4 separate regions of the Sus scrofa genome follow, and all the other regions are linked to region 4. Evidence: chromatin contacts called from public targeted proximity ligation data. All regions are on one chromosome and are shown on one strand. The core of a region is the stretch at or near the end of the contact, and the rest is flanking DNA. Distances in the headings are between cores, read along the strand shown.

Region 1 (2,797 bases), core at 19-2,518, 190 kb after region 4:
TTTAAAATGAGGAGAAACTGAACCACCCCAGGGGGCACTGCATGACCATGACTTTGAGCAACTGGTCCCAGCCTGTTTAAGCACAGGCACGGTGATTGCAGGAGTTCCTGTCCAAGCAGGTTCTTGTCGAGTAACGTGGGGCGCTACTACTAATGATACCGGCATGAGAGGCAAAGCCCGGGCTGTCCCAGGGCAACCAGGCCACAGTCACAAGCCAGGTGACTGTGCTGGAGCCCCGCTTGTCCCCCATCCAGGTTTTCACATGCTCCATGCCCCAAAGCTGTTCCATAGCACCCAGTTGCATTTGGCTGATGGAGGTTCCAGGAGCAAAGGGGCGGGTGGGAGGAGAGGGAGGCTGGGCATCTTTCCTTAGCTCCTCTTAGGGGGTCTCTGAGGAGCCTGGGCCTCTGCTGAGGGCCTCTGCCCACTACCACCCTCTCCACTCCTGGTGGCTGTTCCTGCCTTCGGCAGGTGGGGAACCCCCCCTTTCCAGCCCCGGTTAGCGTCCTGAAACCCTGCTCACACCTTTGTAAAGATTTCCCTCTATAAATTCTTATTTGAGTGCCATTTGTTCCCTGACTGACAGCGAAGGACACCACACTTCGTTACTGGTACCTTCCACGGAGGAAAAAACCTTCATCCCTGAAGCCCCGGCCCCCAGTATCGCCCGCAGTAATCACCTGGTGAGTCTCAGGGCTGCGGCCGTTCTGGTTTGCGCCCTCGAGGTTCAAAGCTTTCACAGCTGCCTGAATCTTCTGGGAATAGTTCAAGAAGGCGCCCTCCCTCAGCAGGGAGTTAGAATGTCTGCTTTGCCATTTCTTGATGGCTCTGAAGTGGCGGAGAGCTTTTTTGGGCTCTGCTTTGGATAAAACCTCACGGAGATGCTTCGATTTCATTATCACCTAAACGAACCACACACACAAGAACAAAAAGGGATGAGGGTGGGCGTGACACATGGGCCACCTCACGCAACTTCGGCGGTGGCCTGTATGGAGCCTGCACAATGCCTCTCGGCGGGGCCTAACTCTGCGCCAAGCAGACTTGGGAGCTGAGCTCACGGGGAGAGACCAGCACACTCAGAATCCTTCCAGAACATGGAATTTCTGGGAAGAAAGGGAAGAAAGGAGGAGGAGACAAGAGCCAAGGTGGAGAGGAGCCAGCCTCGGGGCATAACTTTCTATTTGACCATCTGTTGTACGACCCTGGAGAGGTCATGGCAGCTTCAACCACCCAATCTGCCAAACGGAGTGACTAAGGCAGCCAACCCCTCAGGCTGTTAGTGACTGCTCACTAACAGTCACTCTTGGGGCAGCGAGGTGAGGTATGAAAACCATGAGCCTGTGTGTCAGAGAGCCCAGGTGCAGACACAAGCCCTGGCACCCCCCCGCCCCAGCCAGTGACTTAAGCTCTTCCTCAGTCGCCTCAGCTATAAAATGGGGAAAGAAGCACCTGAGACCCAGGCTGCAGGGAGGGGGAAGCAGGCAGCAGCAACAACCACTTGGGGCTGTTGCTCTAGAAGAGTGAGAGCCTCTCTGCCACCTCACAGAGAACAGAGGGGCTCTGAAGATGTCAGGTGTTAAGGCATCGCCTGGTGCTTGTAAGCTCTTCGCACTCTAGACTTTAGCAGCCACTCTGAGTGGGTGGCAAAGCTCAGGGTGGGAGGCCCACCGCACGGCCCCGGGCCACCACCCGCTGGCGCGGGGGGTTGGCAGTCCTACCTCGTAGTTGCTGGCAAGGAAGGGGAACTGCTTGGGCTGCAGGAACTGTGTCTTGGGGATGTCCAGGCCGTCCTCCCCGTACAGGAACTGCACCACGCTGCCGTCGCTGTCCCGGACCGTCAGGTCATACTGGACGACCAGCCCCTCCAGGTGCTTGATGATGCACCTGTACAGACACCAGCGGCTCAGTGCCCACTGGGCTCGTCCCCTCACAGGGCGGCCTCTGGCGGGGCGGTGGAAGGCAGAAAGGGGACTGTACTGCAGCTGAGCAAGCCTCCGGGGCAGGATGGCCCCCGTGCCCCTGGCTCTGACCTATGGCATTGCTCCCGTCAGAGGTCACAGCCTGAGGAGTTGGCTGCCTCTGCTCTGCCTTGGCTCCTATCTCCGGCCCCTGCTGCGGGGCAACTGCTGGCCCTTTTCCTCTCTGGGATGGCAGAGCTCCCTGGGGACCCGTGTCCTTAGGTCCACAAGGCAGGCAAAGCAGCGGGGCAGCCTCCCCATCCAATGCCATCAACCCAGAGCTTGTCAGGACAAAGGGGACACTAGGAACTAAATGCTGACGTGATACCCCTGCCGGAGCCTTTCCTCCTCGGCGCTCCCAGTGGTCAGCTGCCTCCCTCAGCCTCTCCCTCTGTGGCCCCAGGGCTGGCCTCAGCCTACTTCTCTGGCACCTTGCCTTGGCTTCTCCTCCTACCACCTTAAGAGGAAGGTTCCTGGGAGCTACTGTTCCCCTGAGCTCCAAGGACAGAGCTCAGCGTTAATCACACTGTCTTGCTGGTACACAGCCTGGGTCAGGCAAGGCTAGTGTTGGGCACTCAGGTCCCCTTTGCTAAAGATGCTGAGGCACTGGTCACCCCTGGGGCTGCAGCTCTCAGCATCAGCACCAGCCCCATAGGCTGCATCTCCAGGCCTCTCCCTAGCCTCAGGCCCCCCACCCTGGAACGTATCCACCTGCATATCCTGCCACTGCCCCCTCACACCAGCCATGCCTCCCCTCCTCTCCCCCCATGCAGCATCTGGTTTTCTGGACCCCGTGCCACTGCAGTGCCACGGGGCCTAAAAAGCCAGCTGGGTCAGAC
Region 2 (2,868 bases), core at 132-2,631, 250 kb after region 4:
GTATTAATCATGAAAACGGTGAATGTGTCTAAGCAGGACAATTAGGACAAGAAAGCTGTATGATCAGAACAGAATCTTGAGGAGTTTCACAGCAGCAGATACAAATCTGACTAGTAACCCTGAGGTTGCAGTTCAATCCCTGGCCTTGCTCAGTGGATTAAGGATCCGGCGTTGCCATGAGTATGGTGTAGGTCACAGACATGGCTGGGATTTGGCGTTGTGGCTGTGGTGTATACTGGCAGATATAGCTCTGATTAGACCCCTAGCCTGGGAACCTCCATATACCTTGGGTGCGGCCCTAAAAAGCAAAAAAAAAAAAAAAAGAATAGAATCTCGAGGGATTGCAAGATTTAAGGAAAAGCCGAATTAGTTAAGGAGTCTGAGAAGAATTCTAAGATAAGCTATGAATACAAAGCCTTTGTTCACCAATGTGTCACGAATGCCAGGCAAAAACGGGATGATGGATAAATGTTTGTGGGTTGATAAACTGGTTGAGTAAAGGAGTAAGAAAGAAGTACTTGTCGCAAAAATAAAATCTAAAGACAATATGGTCCTGGAAAATATGAAGATTGTCAAATGCTGCAGTGATCAAAATGATTTAAGAGAACCCTTTTGATTTAGTATATAGGCGGAAAATATAGAAAGGTCCCAAGAGAGAGAAGTTGTCTTCTGAAAGGAGCCTTGAAGAATAACCATTTTATAGACGAGAAGAAGAATCATGTGCTTAGCAAACCGCGTCAGATAATTATAGTAACTCCACAAAGGTTGGCTAATTAGCGAAAAAGACTGGAAGATGATAACGCTGCAATCTGGGAACCTTCACCTCCCCACATACAAACTCTACTACCCCAGCCACGCTCTGCTCTAGGCAATGCCTGAGAGCGCAAGACGTTCCCGGGACTACGAGTCCCAGCAGGCCACGCGCCAGAAAGCCAGGGCCAGAGAGGAGCAACTGGGCTCAAGACCTTCTGGAAACGGTAGTTTACGGCCCCGACCGCAAGAGGTTCTGCGTGCTCCCCACCAACTCCTTACTTGAGCTCTTCGGCTGAATACATCCCGAAGGAAATGCCCTGCAGCCGCCGCCAGGGCATGTTCTTTGAGCCCAACATCCTCCAGGTCGGTTCCAAGCTCTGCTACCCAGACAGATATTCCAGCGGCCACGGGTAAGGTCTTAACGGGGCCTCAAGCCCGCTACCACCACGTGATTTAAACTGCGCTTGCGCGGGAGAAATGCTCGCTGGAAGGAGCAGTACATGGACGAGTTTACTTCTGTTGAGGGGGGAAGGAAAATAATTTCACGACTCTTGTTCTCCCTTTTATCTTGAAAACGATTGAAGACATATAAAACATAGAATTGATACTTTTTGGAAATGTCTTAGAGGAAAATTAGGCTTGTAGAGCCTTTAACTTCCCATATAAAGTATTTCAAACCATGAGTTTGAAACCTTTTTTACGATGGCTTTCGTCTTGTCGGTCTCAGCCAATAGCCGAGCTAGTCCCCGCCCACCTCCCTCTTAAGGTGGAGGGCGTGCTTTCCCAGCATGCTATGCGAAGACACCAAAGATGGCGGCTGTGGCCTCGGCTCGCTGGCTGGGGGTCCGCAGCGGGCTTTGCTTACCTCTGACGGGTCGGCGGGTGGGTCCATGTGGACGGACCCCCAGAAGCAGGTAAGAGAAACTTGGAGGACCCCTGAAAAAGACCCTGGGATCAACTTGGCCTTGTGTATCTTCTTTCCCCCTGAGAGCTGGGGAACAAGGTACTGGAGAAGATTGCGCGCGCTTGCGGCCGCGTACCGGGGAAGCCCGGCACGTGGATCCCGCGTCCTTGAATGAGGGATCCAAAAGCACTTCTTAAAGGGATATTTTTTGCTTGCTTGGCATACGCCGGGATTAAAATTCTTGGCAAGATTAGGGTCCCGATGTTGTTGAGCTTGCATTTTAGTGAGTGTGGTTATTAGCAACCCCGCCACAAGCTTTAAGTAAAAAATTTTATCGTCCCTTATCTGTTTTCACCCGCCGGAGAGGACCAGGGTAAATCAGGTCTTATCAAATTAAAGGCAGATTATGGATTCCGTTGTATGCTGGTTGTTTGGCCAAAGAAATCATCTAGGTGTCCATAAAAACAGAAAAGTCTAAAAGTTCTGAATAGGATTGCTGTGATTGTTAAAGCTTGGCATATGTATCATTTGTGTGGTTTTTTTCCCACTCAGTACAAACAGTGGTGTTGTTGGAAGTATGAGAGACGGGAATTTGTTGTAAAAAGTTTGAAAACGACCTAGTTTTAAATTCACCGTTTGCCATTTCCTTTGCGAGGTGGTAGGAGATAAATACCTTTATGTGAAGGTGGGTGCTAGTAATAGTCATCTGAAAAGTTGTGAGGAATGAATGGAATGTTTAATTTACAGTATAAGTTTTATATATAATACTCTCCTCCAACTCTCCTCACAACGAAAGAGAAAACGCTCCACCTGGTACTGCAGCAGCCTCACTGCTGCTGTTCAATCCCAGTTCCTTTCCTGGAAGTCCCCAAAGTTTATATTTTTCTACATGTTTCTTTTGCTTTAACAGCAGCACCTGTCAGCATTCATCCAGAAGACAGCAGTGTGTGTGTTCTGCACATACATGTCATGAGAAACAGCACAATTTGAAAGAGTTCATCCCGTCCTAAAGTCGATCCCTATCGGGGAAGTGTAATTTTAAAATGGTGTCTGAGATCAAACATAACCAGTAGAGGAAGTAATCGTCCAGTAACAACTTGGCAATCTTCTGAGTGATAACCAATGCCATTTAGGAAGGAAATACACAAGATAGCATATATCCTTTCTTATCTCTGGGGTAGGTTGACTACTTTTTAGTGTGATCATAACAT
Region 3 (2,963 bases), core at 134-2,633, 170 kb after region 4:
TGTGGCTCTTTCCAAAAACCAACTGTGCCCTCAGAAAAAAGCATTTACAATACTGAGAATAGTTCTAAGAATGAGCTGTCTAACCGGCAAAAGAGGCCACCATGGAGGCTTCTGAACAGAGAGCTGCTGAAGGGAGTGTGTAAATCTTGTGGGGGAGCAAGGGGAGGATCTCTGGTCCACCAAGATGTAAGAGGTTTTGAGCGTCTGCTTGCGAACCAGGGATATCCCACTTTAAGCCCAGGACACACTTGGAGGGTTGAGGGTCGGGCAGAAAGGGAAGGGGGCCGTCACCTCCGCTTCCGACGCAGGTCTGGGGTCTGATTTGAGCATGCACGATCCATGCCCTATCCACATTCAGGACTCGCTCCTCCCCCTTCTTGCCCGCAGTGCCCTGGTGGGGTTGAGCCATGTTGGCCGGGTAACCAACCCCAAGCTCACTTGTCCAATGGGTACCTGAAACCTCCTCTAAGGACCTCCCCTACGATTCTAGTATGAGTGGATATTATCAAGCAGTAAACTGGCCCTTTAACTCCGAGAACACATATCTCAGCCTGTGGTACAGGGTCCCATCCTAATCCTTCTTCCTGCGTCCTTCAGAAGCTGTCTTCCCTGGTGCAGGCCCAGGATACACAGGCTGGGTCCCATTGTGTGTCTGAGGAAGCAGCGTGGTCATTCTCCCTTTCCATCCCAGACACACACAGCTCCCACCCACTTGCTCTGCGCTCCCAAACTCAGAGCCAGAAGCGGCTGTGGCAGGGGACACCACAGGAGCAGGCTGGTGTCAGAGCGGGAGGCTGCCAGGCTGAGCTTTCTCCCACATCCTCTGCCAAGGGAAACCCCCCCACCCCCGCCGCCTTAAAAAAAACAAAAAAACAAAAAAAACAAAAAAAACCCCAACGAAACAGGAAGAGGAACCCGAGACAGGACTGCTGAGAAATCTCAGTCTTGAGTCCTCAAATCACAAATGCAGAAATGGCAAGCTGAGCACATAACCAAAAAGTCCCAAATATTTGAAAAAAATTTCCCTCCCAGTGATGTTTATTACTCAGCCTGAGCTGGAATAACATTAGACAAAAATAGAACCAGCCCCTGATTTTACAAAGTCTTGGGACAAGTCCTCTGACTTTTCTGTTCATGCCAGGGCCCCCTGCTGCTGGTGCCAGAGATCAGGGGAGGCCGGACGACCCCGGATGGGGTACAGCCTGTAGAGAGGGATGCAGGCCTCAGTGCTAGACTGAGAGCAGAGCAAGGCAGGGAGCCCAGCAACTTGTTCAAAAGAGGCGGCTGGACTGGCGATTCAGGGTTTTCTGCGTGGAGTGAGCAGCTGTGGCCCCAGAGAGACCAGCCCCAGACTCAGGGCTGATCTGGTCTAGAAGGACACGTAGCCACACACCAGCAGGGCCAGGGCTCTGCCTCAGGCACAAAAGCTGCGTGGGTGGAGGTCTCTGCCATGCTGTGCTTCATCCAGGGAAAGAGGCTGAGCGGAAGCCTCCTTGGGAAGTCTTTCCCCAGGGGCTGGTGCAGCTGGGAGGAGTGGGCTGTGGGGCAGCAAGAATGGCCTGAGTCCCAGGAATCCTGGCTGTGGTCACTGCCTATTCATAGCAGTGAGTCCTCTCTACCCTGGGGTGGGGGGGTCGGGGGGCAGGGATTCCCCCTCTGAGGCCTCCTGTAGCACAGCGGGGAGGTCTGGCCACCTTGATGACTGACTTGGAGGAGAATGTTTGCATCCTGAGATGGAGGGGAGCAAGGATGAGCAATGCAGCCACTTCCCAGGTGAAGCTGGTCCAGCCCAGAGGCCAGTTGCTCTTTGGACTCCCCCAAGGTTACTGCCAGGCTCTGCGCTGTCACCAGTCCCTGGTTCTCAGCAGGCCAGGCGCAGGGTGCATGGAGGCTGTTATCTCAGGGGCTGCTTGAGCTCAAACAGGCCCGTCCCACCTCTGACAACCTTCCCGACCACGAGGCAGGCGGACGGAGACCTCAGCTCGTCGTGGGACCCTGGGAAAGACACAGGAACGCTTGTGAGGCGGCTGGGTGGTAACCGAGGGAGAAGTTGGGGGTGAGGTAAGGGGTTCGGGGGGGCTCAACTGAGGCTGGGTGGATGGGAGCCTGAGGTCACGAGGAGTGGTCCTGAGGCTCTGGGGCAGCATTGCCTCTGCCTTTCAGAGAGAGGAAGCCCCTCACCCTTTCCTTCAAAAGCCAGAGGCAGCTTTCCATCTGCTCCCCCTACTCCAGCTGCTTCATGAGCCTTCAAGGCCTCCCCAGCATGGGAGGTGTGAGGAAAGGTGCCCAGAGCAGGCTCGGGAGAGGGGACTGACCCATCATGGTGGCCTGCTTCAGAAATTGGAAGCTGGTTTCAAACGTCATCTGCTGCAGAGGGGAGGAGTTGGACCGGATCCCAAAGCGGTTCAGTGGCTTGTAAACACCCTCGAAGCACATATAGTCAGCGACCAGGGAGAGGTGGCGGGGGTCCACGGCGATACCTGTCACATGGGTAGCAACAGCGGGAAGGGTTAAGCAGTGACGAGGGGACAGTTGGGGCGGCATCACCTGACACACGGCAGTGCTCAAGCTTGTCCCCTCCCAGCTCTGTCACCTACTCACTCAGCTCCCTAACCCTGGGCCTGGGCTGGGCAGCCCCCATTTACCCCCTCGCCGTCATCACAGCTTTCTCTGCACTTCCATCCCGAAGCGCAGGAGGCAGCCTTGTGGGACACAAGAGCCTAACAGCATTGTCTGCACTGAGGAACTGAAACCCAGAGGGCTAGATGGGGAAGTGGAAGCTCCCTCAGAGGCCAGTGGGTGAGAAATGCTGGGGGTGGGGCCTCAGGGACGGGACCCACGACTGCCCTGCCAATGACCCCTGCCCCATGGTTGCTCTGAGGGTCCCCATGGGCACCATGCTTGCTGAGCCCAAATTTCAGTTTCCTGCGGAACTGGACGGACGGGGAGGCCCCACCTACCGT
Region 4 (2,872 bases), core at 22-2,521:
CTGGGGAGAAGGAAATGTCCTGAAGAAGGTGACATGCTGGGCCGGGGCTCTGGAGACTTGATGGGGAGGCTGTACTGCAGACTGGGGCATGGGAGTAAAGAGAGTCAGGATCAAAGTGTGATTCATGGAGAGATTAAGGGGAAAAGAAAAGAGGATCGAGGGAAGAAGCGTGGGAATGTGAGACCAAGGAGAAGTGGTCAGGAACAGTGCAGGAAGGAGGGAAGTGCCCTAGCCACAGAAGAATCCTGACCTTCCAGGTGGAACAGGTCCCACCTGGGCGCTGGGGGCTGCCTGGAAGCCCAGGGCTCGGAGAGCTGCGCACACACCACATGGACACTAGGTGGCGCTGTGCCCCATTCTAACAGCCGCTCGTTTTCGTGTAGGAGTTTTCTTTCTATTAATTAGAAATTGAGTGCTGCGTCTCTACCCCTACCCCATGCCCTGTTTAACAGATGAGAAACCCAGAGAGGGGCTGTGGTTTTCCCCGAAGCCTTCAGGGGTGTCCCGGCCGAGGTAGGGCTACCTCCTTGCCCACCAGGTCCAGCCCACCTGGTCCACTTACTTTTCAGTCTTGCTCACGGTGAAATCACCGTCCTGGGTTTCCCACTCACCCCACCCCGTTTTCTTTCCACCTGCCGCCACAAAGGTGTGTTTCAGTTTCAATTGAATCAAGCTGCTTTTCTATTAACATCCGCTCGTGGCTCCAGGTTGCGTTTTACCCTGACGTTCATCTTAGCCTGGACCACCGGCTTCCTCCCTCTAGAAGTCTTACCCTGAGCCTATCTGTACCTACCTGTTGCGTTTGCTCTGATAAAGCTTTCATGCTGTCACAGAAATCTGTTCTCTCTGCTACCCCACTCCTCCCCACTTCTCCTGCTTTGGTCCCGGGCTGACTTCCCTGGCATCCTCCACGTGCTTCACGGTACCCTCCTCTGTGCTCTAACGCCATGCTGTCATGTTCTCCTCTGTAACATCTTTTTCGCTCTGGGCTGAACTCCCTCTAGGACAGGGTCCATTCTGTGTGCAGCCTGTCCATCAGGATGCAGCCTATCCATGAGGGTCCAGCCTGGGCTCTTGGAAGGCTAATGGGACTAAGGGTGGCCAAGCCTGCAAAGCAGCAGAGGAGCTGGCACCAGCTGCCACAAGGCAGAGGTACCCTTAGGGTAGACCCGCTGAGTACTAAGATATAACCAAGAGCATCTGTCTGGAACTGTGGACTCTGCATCAACTGTTTCCAGCATTTGAACACATGGTGTTCAGAACAGAATGGTCTGCCAGAGTGGTTAGCCAGAGAATGGTTAGCTAGAGCCGCAGAACTGAGTCAGCAAAAGGGCTCGCACTGTTAGTCTCACTTTCATATTCTGGGAGCTGGTATATTTTTGTGTGTTTAAAAATAAAACAGTCATTGGTTTTGATTTCCATTCTAAGTTTTGGTAAATGTGGGGCTGCATCCGGAGCAGGTAAGGCTCAGCCTGGCCTTCATTCTGACCTGGTGAGAGCTCTCCCAGAAGAAGAGCCAACAGATCTCTGAACCAGATAAAGACAACACCATGAAGGCACCCCAAGAACTGACGGTGGACAAGTGCCCGGCCGCGCCGTCTCTGTGGACACACCAACTTTTGGACTGTTAGCCCATAAGAAAAACACTTCAAAATATTTCCCTCTCCTTTCTCTCTTACAACAAAGCTGCATCTGTGGGTGTTATTAGAGTTTTGGGGTTTCCCCAGGGTGTTAGGCCAGACAGTTGCAGGGTTACTTAAACCAAGTTTGTTATGCAAAGGAGGTCATGTTATCTCTTGATGTACACGGAGACTTCAAAAAGCCTCAAGAAGTGAAAAATGATCTAAGTAAGATTTTCTTCTATTTCATATCTCAGTGTTAAATGCTATTTAAAATCCTGTTCTCTTTTTTCAGCGGTATTCAAAATTAGAAAATAGAAATTGGATAGTCCTTTGTTTCTGCAGGAAGTTTTGACATTTGACAAATCCAAACAAGGCTGTGGTTTTTGAATCTGGCTCCTTGCTCCAGGCCAGAATCTCCTCAATTGTCAGCCCAAATTTGCCAATGACCTGAAGAGGAAGGATTCATTCTAGATGGAGAGAAGTTAAATCAATATTTGAGACAGGATGTGAGCAGGAGGTGGGGGTGGGCAGAGAGGAGGAAGAAGGGAAGAAAATCAGAACTGGCATTTTTTGGAGAGAGGTTTGGGGAAAATTCTACAGAGACTTTTTACTTTTTTTTTTTTTTTTTGTCTTTTTGCTATTTCTTGGGCCGCTCCCGCAGCATATGGAGGTTCCCAGGCTAGGGGTCCAATCGGAGCTGTAGCCGCCGGCCTACGCCAGAGCCACAGCAACTCGGGATCCGAGCCGAGTCTGCAGCCTATACCACAGTTCACGGCAACGCCGGATCGTTAACCCACTGAGCAAGGCCAGGGATCGAACCCGCAACCTCATGGTTCCTAGTCGGATTCGTTAACCACTGCGCCACGATGGGAACTCCTCTACAGAGACTTTTGAAGTAGCAGTGGGCTGAGATGCAGGTGGTCAGAACCCTCAGTTAAGTCCTTTCTTCGCCTTTCAGTGGACTTATCTGAAGTGTCCCCAGGAAAGGATGAAAAGTAACCCACACTTGGATGCTGTCAACCTGCCAAGGAGAATAAATCCATTTCTAGAAATCCTCCTAGACGCTGGTGCTGCTGAGACAGAAATGAGGCAAATTCAACAATCCCTTTGATATCAAGTCCCAAAGCACTGGAGTTAGAACGTAGTTAAAACCAAGTGGTCCTTGATTTCAGAAGTCTTAACTAAGCTAGGGAGACCAGGATGGGACCTTGGCTTTTTTTCTTTGGCAATCAACCCAGGTCTGCCACACA

The links.
Region 1: a targeted proximity ligation map of skeletal muscle shows a contact between it and region 4, with 6 times the contacts expected there. A contact is called at or near these places in 1 of 47 Hi-C or Micro-C datasets (embryonic fibroblasts) and 1 of 2 datasets of targeted methods (skeletal muscle).
Region 2: a targeted proximity ligation map of skeletal muscle shows a contact between it and region 4, with 6 times the contacts expected there. A contact is called at or near these places in 4 of 5 promoter capture datasets (fetal liver, fetal skeletal muscle and liver), 4 of 47 Hi-C or Micro-C datasets (adipose tissue, blood, fetal skeletal muscle and 1 more) and 2 of 2 datasets of targeted methods (alveolar macrophages and skeletal muscle).
Region 3: a targeted proximity ligation map of skeletal muscle shows a contact between it and region 4. A contact is called at or near these places in 6 of 47 Hi-C or Micro-C datasets (alveolar macrophages, blood, epiblast stem cells and 2 more) and 1 of 2 datasets of targeted methods (skeletal muscle).

The regions. Positions count from the first base shown.
Region 1 is chr3:58,731,417-58,734,213 of Sscrofa11.1, reverse strand. POLR1A (DNA-directed RNA polymerase I subunit RPA1) reads right to left here. Exons shown (of 34, transcript XM_005662406.3): 22 at 1,719-1,884; 23 at 681-902. Among named protein-coding and RNA genes, the nearest start is that of POLR1A, 62 kb to the right of the region's middle.
Region 2 is chr3:58,668,890-58,671,757 of Sscrofa11.1, reverse strand. It overlaps POLR1A (DNA-directed RNA polymerase I subunit RPA1), which reads right to left and starts at 1,381. Exons shown (of 34, transcript XM_005662406.3): 1 at 1,033-1,381. The coding sequence starts at 1,109. PTCD3 (pentatricopeptide repeat domain 3) reads left to right here and starts at 1,545. Exons shown (of 24, transcript NM_001243030.1): 1 at 1,545-1,667. The coding sequence starts at 1,564.
Region 3 is chr3:58,748,486-58,751,448 of Sscrofa11.1, reverse strand. It overlaps POLR1A (DNA-directed RNA polymerase I subunit RPA1), which reads right to left. Exons shown (of 34, transcript XM_005662406.3): 32 at 2,961-2,963; 33 at 2,316-2,480; 34 at 1,008-1,995. The coding sequence ends at 1,895. Among named protein-coding and RNA genes, the nearest start is that of POLR1A, 80 kb to the right of the region's middle.
Region 4 is chr3:58,921,225-58,924,096 of Sscrofa11.1, reverse strand. No RefSeq gene overlaps it. Among named protein-coding and RNA genes, the nearest start is that of ST3GAL5, 60 kb to the right of the region's middle.